2 separate regions of the Mus musculus genome follow, and region 1 is linked to region 2. A link is a contact called in public HiChIP or PLAC-seq data. All regions are on one chromosome and are shown on one strand. Each heading gives the region's core, a stretch centred on a gene start, on an enhancer-like site or on the middle of the called end of the contact. The rest is flanking DNA. Distances are from core to core; before and after follow the strand shown.

Region 1 (3,672 bases), core at 237-2,736, 71 kb before region 2:
TGGCAACAAGTTGCAGGGCACATGCCTCATTAGGCTCTGGGTGTCTGTTGTCTTTGATGAGCTGAGATGGTATCAGATGGACAGTGGTTCTATTGTTAGTCTCTGGCACTTTCAGTCTGGTAGATGAGGGGACTAGGAAATGGCAGAGGGCTCTATGTTCAGTTCCTTGGAAGAACCAGGACACTCAGGGACAGGGAGATCCTGTAACAGCTTATATTTGTGATATGGGTAGCAGGGAGCTGCCCAATGCAGGAAGCCATGGTCTTGTTTGTTCTTTGGGATGTTGGTGGCTCTGGCAATGTCCTGTGTTGGGCGAAAACAAATGATATTTTTTTTTAAGTTATTTGGAGACTGGCTTCCCTTACTTATGATGACATAACTTACGGTGACTTAACCCTGCTGTCTCCACCTGTCCAGTCCCAGGAATACTGGTTTATATGGCACTGAGTATCTAACCCAGTCATGCTTGGCAAACACTCCACTAACTCAGCCACATCCCCAGGCGTATATTCAATTTTAAGTGCACAAACTCACCCCACTGGGATAACCAACATCCTAGCCAAGATGGGGAAGGTTCCTGCCAGCCTGGCAGGAGACAGACTTCTTGACATACCGTTGGCTTATACAGGGGCCCCAGCCCATCCACCTCCACCAAAGATGTGGCTAGCTGCCCAGCCATCTGCTACATTGAGCTGTGTATGGCTGAAGGGGTGGTGGGCAGAGGCCTGCTGGCACCCACCTCTGTGGACCTGGACAGGCACATTTGGTGGGCACCCAGTACCATATGGTACTCAGCCTGAGACTGATCCAAGGGGCTAGAGGCTAAGGCACCTGCTGTGCACAGGTTTGGGTTGTGCCTGGGTAACAGCTCATGGCCTCAATCCCCTCCCTGAAGGAAAGACAAACGAAGCCTGACCCCTGTACCTCCCCCGACTCAGAACCTCTGCTCAGCTGGTCATCCATCTGGAGTCATCACAGGCCACCTGGGTGGGAGCTGAGGGACCCTGACCCACAAACCTTTGGATCACCTTGATGACACAGTGTGGTCAAAATAGAGAATCTGAGACCCTAAGAATACAGAATTTTCTCAGGTCACACAGTATCTGGGTGGCAGGCATGCTTCCAACCTCCATCTTATCCACCCAGACACTGACCATGCAGGGAACAGCTGTACCTTTGCTAGACTGAGGAATTGGGAGGGACACCTGCCTGGAAACATTAGAGGAAGGGCCTCAGACTGGTCAGTCCATGTATGGGAAGAGCCAACCACATGGTTCAGGCCTGGCTAGCATCTCTAGAACCTGGACACAGAAGAGGCATGGGAAGGTCCTCACCCTACTCCATGTGATCAGCCCCACTTACACTAACCCTTACACCACAGTAGCTGCCCAGGAAGGTAGATGCTCCGAAAGCCCAGGGCAGGGGAGGGGAAGGCAAAGGAGAGAGGAGGCAGGAAGAACCAGGCTTCACCGACTCCCCTTGGTCCCAGGAGACCTCAACTTCCATTACAGGAAGAGCTTTGCTGGCAGAGGCCCAGCTGACAATGCAGCCTCAGAGGCCTGAGACAGGGGTCCCAGGGGCTGCTCAGCCCCCACTCCCTTACTGCCAGTGGCCAGCACCCAACACCACCTACCCACTTAACTGTGTTCAGAAGCTGTATACTCAACCTCACTTCCCTGAGGCACTCCCAGCTAACCAGCTAGTCCTTACCCTGTGCACATCTCAAAGGCAGGTTGAGCAACTGCCCAGTAGAATTGGGCATCACTGTTGGCTGAAGGAGGGCAAGGGCTCATTGGGTCTCCACACACCCAGGTCTAGGGAGTCAGTTCAGCTTTGACTCCAGCTGCCTGGTTAACTCCAATAGTGACTGAGGCAAGACACATGGCAGAGGCCTGTCTGCTAAACGTGCATTGTAAGTGCCAAATGGAGATCAAAGCCTCTCCTACAAGAGGAGTCAGGTCTTGGGTAGGTTATGCTGTGGCCCTCCCACTAGGGCCTGTCACCAGCAGGAGGGGAGTTTAGTTCACAGATGCCAGGGACAAGGTGGACTGACATCATACTGACCAGGCCAAGTGTGGACTCTCACACTTGCTAGCCCAGATGGACTCTGCCAAGCGCAGCACAGGTACTTCTAAGCAAAACCATGTTGTTCACAGCAGCACCCTTTGCTTGGTTGCCTCTAACCCCTCACTGGGAATCAAGCTGGAGGGAGAAGCCACAATGATGCTGAGGCATGAGCCCGTTTGCAAGGCTGGAAGTATGTGTGGATAACAGAAGGATACTGGGTTTTTCAGCACAGGAGTCCCATGGGATACTGATTGTTTATTTCTCGGGTAGAGGATGTTACCCAGCGGTCGGTCCATGGAATGTGCCTGCTCTGTAGCCAGTGCCCCCTCTCCCTGTGACCAGGTGTTCCGATCAGGAAGAGAGTGATAACTACAACAACCTTGACCTCCCCCAACCAAACACTACCTAGCAGCTGCCCGGCCCCCACACTCCTACCTCATAACCCCCTTCTACCACCTACACTGCCTGCTACCATCAGACTGACCTATAGCTGTCAGGTGTGGACAGTGTTATACTTGTCTACCTGTCACACTGTCATTTGTAGGTCCTGGGCCTTTTCTACCTGTTATAATTGTCTGCAATCACTCTCCCCTCACAAGCTCCCACCCCAAACTGTCACAATGTCAGAGCCACCCTACCAGTCAGTTGTTCCTGACCACACACTAGTGCCCACTGAAGTCCATTAAACAGAATCATCTACCTCACATGGGCTGGCTACAGCTTCAGCCCACATCTATCTCTGATGCCCACCTGATAAGTGAGTACTCCCAGACCTGGGCCCACCCCTCTTAGGAGCCTCAGGCATAGAGCTCTTGATGGGGGTAGGGAGGAGATGGGATGCGTAGGGAAGCAGAGACCCAGCAAGTCCCAGCTCCTGCCCTGGGCCAGGGCTATAAGAAAGGAGAGGTCAGAAAAGTGGACCTAGGTTTCTGCACATTTGACTTGACCTGGACTGCATGCAAATGAGCTGCAAGGAGGGATCCCAGTGATGGCCCTCATCTTCACTCCCAAGCTGCACTCTCTCTTTCCCAACCACACCCCTCATCCCTCAGTCGCACACACCCACTCCCAGAAAGTTGGCTCAGGAACCAAGGCAGAGTATGGAATGACCTTGGATACTGTTCTCCAAGTATTCCAGCTAGTAAGCGAAGGTCCAGGCCATGCCCAGGTAATAAAGGGTCACCTCTAATCAAATCTAGCACGCCCCACTCAGGCTCCAGGCTCAGCCAAGCCCCAACACCAAGTGGTAATCAAATGTCATCCGTTCCCCATTCCACGGGGGGGGGGGGGGGGGTTTAGTGTGTGAACACTGCTCCATCCACACTGGAGGGGCCCATCTTCTGCTCTATCATCATGCAAGCCCCAACTGAACATTACCCCATGCAAAAGTTAGAGGCTCTGCTGAGGTGGCAGGGAGCCAGGTGCCACCCATGTCCATGGAAAGAGTCCCTGACCAGTGTCTGGTATACTTCCCTAGGCCCTGATAGGTCAAGCAGTGCACACAGCCTTCCTTGGTCTTCTGGGTCCTGGAAGACCAGGACCTTTTAAGTCAATCTCCCAGAGGGGCAGAGTGTGAAGGGGGTGAGGCAAGGACGTGGGCTGTCA
Region 2 (3,978 bases), core at 1,023-3,522:
ATGCCACTGTGGACATAGGTCATAGAATTACTCAAGTAAGCATCCCCCAGCTATGTGACTCACATGTCTGTCAGGCGAGGTACACACAGTAGCTAGAGCTGGGTGGTGGTAGGCAGGACACGCCTTTAATCCTAGCACTCACAGGGAGATCTCTGTTAGGAGCCAGCCTGATCTACAGAGTGAGTGAGTTCCAGGACAGCCAGGGCTACACACAGAAACCCTAGCTCAGAAAAAATAAATGAACAAACAAAAACAAAAGCAAAGAAAGGTAGCTAAAAAAAGTCAGCAAGCAGTATTCCTCCATGGTCTCAATCTCTACTTCAGTTCCTGCCCTGACTTCCCTCAGGACTGGAACCTGTTAAAGAAATATCAAGTATCAGTCTTTTTTTTAAAGATTTATTTATTTATTTATTATATGTAAGTACACTGTAGCTGTCTTCAGACACCCCAGAAGAGTGCATCAGATCTCATTACGGATGGTTGTGAGCAACCATGTGGTTGCTGGGATTTGAACTCAGAACCTTTGGAAGAGCAGTCAGTGCTCTTAACTGCTGAGTCATCTCTCCAGGCCCCCCCACCCCTTTTTTAAAGACAGGATTTCTCTGGGTAGCCCTGGTTGTCCTGGAACTCCCTTTGTAGACCAGGCTGGCCTTGAACTCAGAGATCCACCTGCCCTGTCTCTGAGTGCTGGGATTAAAGGCACAGGCTACTACACCCAGCAAATATTAGTCTTTTCTATCAAAATATTATAAAACCTGTGTTTAGAATGAAGAGTCCAAGCCGGGCGTGGTGGCGCACGCCTTTAATCCCAGCACTCAGGAGGCAGAGGCAGGCAGATTTCTGAGTTCGAGGCCAGCCTGGTCTACAAAGTGAGTTCCAGGACAGCCAGGACTACACAGAGAAACCCTGTCTCAAAAACACAAAAAAAAAAAAAAAAAAAAAAGAATGAAGAATCCAAATATTTTTATCTCCTTCACCTTGTAAGACTTTTATGCAAATGTTTAATCCTTTCCACCTAGTAAAAGCTTTGTTTACCCAAAGGTGTATTTCTCTATACTAGCCTGGAACAGTGATTCTCCTTCAGTCAGGGACTGCTTTCCCCTCCTCCATTTCTTGTATGTTGAGTCTTTCCCGACTAGTTAATAAGATTGTGAGGTCGGACTCCAGTCAGTGGGCAAAAGAAACAGCCACCACCTGAGTTAAAACAAAATCAAATGCTCTTCCTGTCTTGGGGTGCTGTTCACCATTTTCTCCAGCACACTCTTCCTCAAGGGTAAAATTTGCCCTGTCTATACATTTCCCTGGAATGGTAGTCTCTTTACAAAATTATATCTAATACCTGGGCGTTGAATTCAATATAAATACTTTTCTCCACAAGACTCAAGCTTACTGCTGGCTCTGCCACTTCTGGTGCCTTAATGTTACTCTGGAGGCAGCACAAAGGTGGAACTGTGTGAGTATGTGGACACTAGCCAATCTGACCCCTTCAATTTCAGGGTTTCATGTCAATAGATGGGGATTTAATAAGGATGGCTAGTCAAGCTTGTGGCTTGTGAATCTTCAAAAGTCGCCACTCAGACAACACACAATCCTGGGCTCCAGGTTCCTTTTCCTAAGCCCCAGCAGGAGTCCCACAGAAGTAAATCGCTTTAGATACAGGTTGGCCTCCCCAATCTGGTCTTTTCCTCAGGAAACTCAACAGAACCTCCAGAGGCGTCCACAGCTCAGGAAGTGACATTCCATCCTCTATAGGAACATACAAAACTCAACCGACCCAGGTATCTTCTGGATCTTCACAAACCGGCAGAGGAAGACCCGCCCACATACGACCCAACTCTGTGCCCCTCACCCTGTCCGCCCGACCGGTCATCGCTCCCTGACACACTTAGCCAGGCTCAACTTTCGGGCAAAGGCCCAAGGCGTAGTAGCTCTGTGGTAGACTCGGACTCGGAAACATCTACCCGGCCCACTGGGTTTAATTGATGTGCCCTAGGGCCACAAGTCTGTACCGGTGGCTTCCAATCAGGAAACGACCACTCAGGGACCCAGGGCGTATCCTCCCCCGCCTCCGCCTCCAACCCCCGCCCCGCTCCGCCCCGCTCCGCCCCCGCTCAGTCCCCGCCCCTCGCATGCTTGCCACTCAACCACTACCCCATGCGCATGCGCAAACTGCCCCCATCTTCACTCAATTTCCGCGTTGTTTCTCCCACCCCACCTTGCACCCTGCCGGCGAGCCCCGCCCTTCGTGCCTCACGCATGCGCATTCCGCTCTCTGCAGGCGAGCCCCGCCCCGCCCCATCCCTCGCACAAATATCCGCCTGGGCTGTAGCCATGGCGTCCGAGCGGCTGCCAAGCAGGCCTGCGTGTCTCCTGGTGGCCAGCGGCGCTTCCGAAGGTGAGGCGCGCAGGGCAGCTGTGTAGCTCACTGGCCTGCAGTCCTGACTCTGGGCAAACGTTTGTGTTTGTGGAGTTGAGATTCTGGGACCCTGCATCTGTTTCTCTGGCGCAGGCCTACTATGTTGTCTGCGCTGGCAGACAGGGACGGTCAGCGGCTGCAGAGATGACCCTGCCCCCGAGTGAGCCGCAGGGGCTTGGTACTCTCTCTGCCCGTGTTTTCTGCCTCTCTGTTACCCCCTATCTTGGGTTTATCTTCGTGCACCTCCAGGAAGCGATCCTGAAAGAGGTTGCTCGAAAGAGCTGCATAAAAGGGACCCTCACGCAGAAGGGGTCTGTTGGCTTCATGTTCCAACTGCCCGGTGTGTGTCAGGGGCGCTGGGCAGATGATTACTTCACGGGTCCTTAGGGAACCGACTGGCCCGAGATAGTCTCTGTGGGGAGGTGGAGCCCAGGGCTGCGGCCCGGGGTTTCCCTCTGGATTCCTATAGACCTCTGCAAGTGGGTGTGAGCGCGAGGGTACGTCGGGATCTTGGACTGATGAATTTCTGGGTTCCACACTGAAGCGTCCCAGGTGAGGGTGGGAGGGGCCTGAGGGTGCTGCTCCTCCCTGGAATAGAGGTAAAAGAGAATCTACAGCAGCTCCTAGGTAGGCCTTCCTTGAGAGTCGGAAAGTGAGGGATTGAGAAGCTAAAAATTATCTTTAATCCCAGCACTCAGGAGGCAGAGGCAGATGGATCTCCAGGAGTTTGAGCCCGTCTGGAACTTATATAGCAAGTTCCAGGCTAGCAGGAGTACACAGTGAGGTCTGACTCAAAATATTAACCAAAACAAAATCCACAAGCCAAAAGCCTAGTGTCAGAGTTGGAGGCAGGAGGATAGAGAGGGCAATGGCTACATGAGATGCTGTCTTTAAAAAAATGCTAGGGGGCTGGTGAGAAGGCTCAGCGGATAAGAACACTGACTGCTCTTCCGAAGGTCCTGAGTTCAAATCCCAACAACCTCACAACCATCCTTAACAAGATCTGACTCCCTCTTCTGGAGTGTCTTAAGACCCACAGGGTGTCTTAAGACCAGGATGGGAGAGAGCAACCATTTGGTCTGAAGACAGCTACAATGTACTTATTTATAATAACAAATAAACCTTTGGACTGGAGTGAGCAGAGGTCCTAAATTCAATTCTCAACAACCAGATGAAGGCTCACAACCATCTGTACAGCTTCAGTGTGTACTCATATACATAAAGTAAATAAATAAATCTTTTAAAAAGTGCTAGGATCAAAGGTGTGCATAAAGGTGTGCATTACCACACCTGGGGGCTAGAGTCTTTTGAATTAGGCAAGCTTCGTTCCTTTTTGAAGGACTTTTTTGTTGTTGTTGGTTTTTTTGAGACAGGGTTTCTCTGTGTAGCCCTGGCTGTCCTGGAACTCACTCTGTAGACCAGGCTGGCCTTGAACTCAGAAATCTGCCTGCCTCTGCCTCTGAGTGCTGGGATTAAAGGTGTGTGCCACTTTTGATGGGCAGAAGAGGGCTGAGAATACCATGGTGGGGCAGAATCTTACCCATGTCCTGGGTGTGGGAGTG

What was found. HiChIP or PLAC-seq counts read pairs in DNA pulled down with a chosen protein or histone mark.
Region 1: a contact with region 2 is called in an H3K4me3 HiChIP or PLAC-seq map of pro-B cells, with 2.7 times the contacts expected there. The contact joins the enhancer-like site here to the promoter of Gatd1 in region 2. A contact is called at or near these places in 8 of 39 promoter capture datasets (the C10 cell line, the HPC-7 cell line, the SN4741 cell line and 3 more), 6 of 484 Hi-C or Micro-C datasets (the N1E-115 cell line, bone marrow-derived macrophages, embryonic stem cells and 2 more), 17 of 115 datasets of contacts at active chromatin or transcription factors (the 230-238 cell line, the HPC-7 cell line, bone marrow-derived macrophages and 11 more) and 3 of 9 other capture datasets (adipose tissue, liver and pancreatic islet).

Annotation. Positions count from the first base shown.
Region 1 is chr7:141,482,790-141,486,461 of GRCm38.p6, reverse strand. All of the region lies in intron 2 of Tspan4 (tetraspanin 4), which reads right to left. Among named protein-coding and RNA genes, the nearest start is that of Tspan4, 9.4 kb to the right of the region's middle. Within about 2 kb of position 1,486, at least 5 of the 459 cell types and tissues checked have an H3K27ac peak or open chromatin away from gene starts, as enhancers often do. A contact at or near this core is called in pre-B cells and pro-B cells, where this site is marked.
Region 2 is chr7:141,412,419-141,416,396 of GRCm38.p6, reverse strand. Gatd1 (glutamine amidotransferase like class 1 domain containing 1) reads left to right here and starts at 2,272. Exons shown (of 8, transcript NM_172116.4): 1 at 2,272-2,395. The coding sequence starts at 2,332.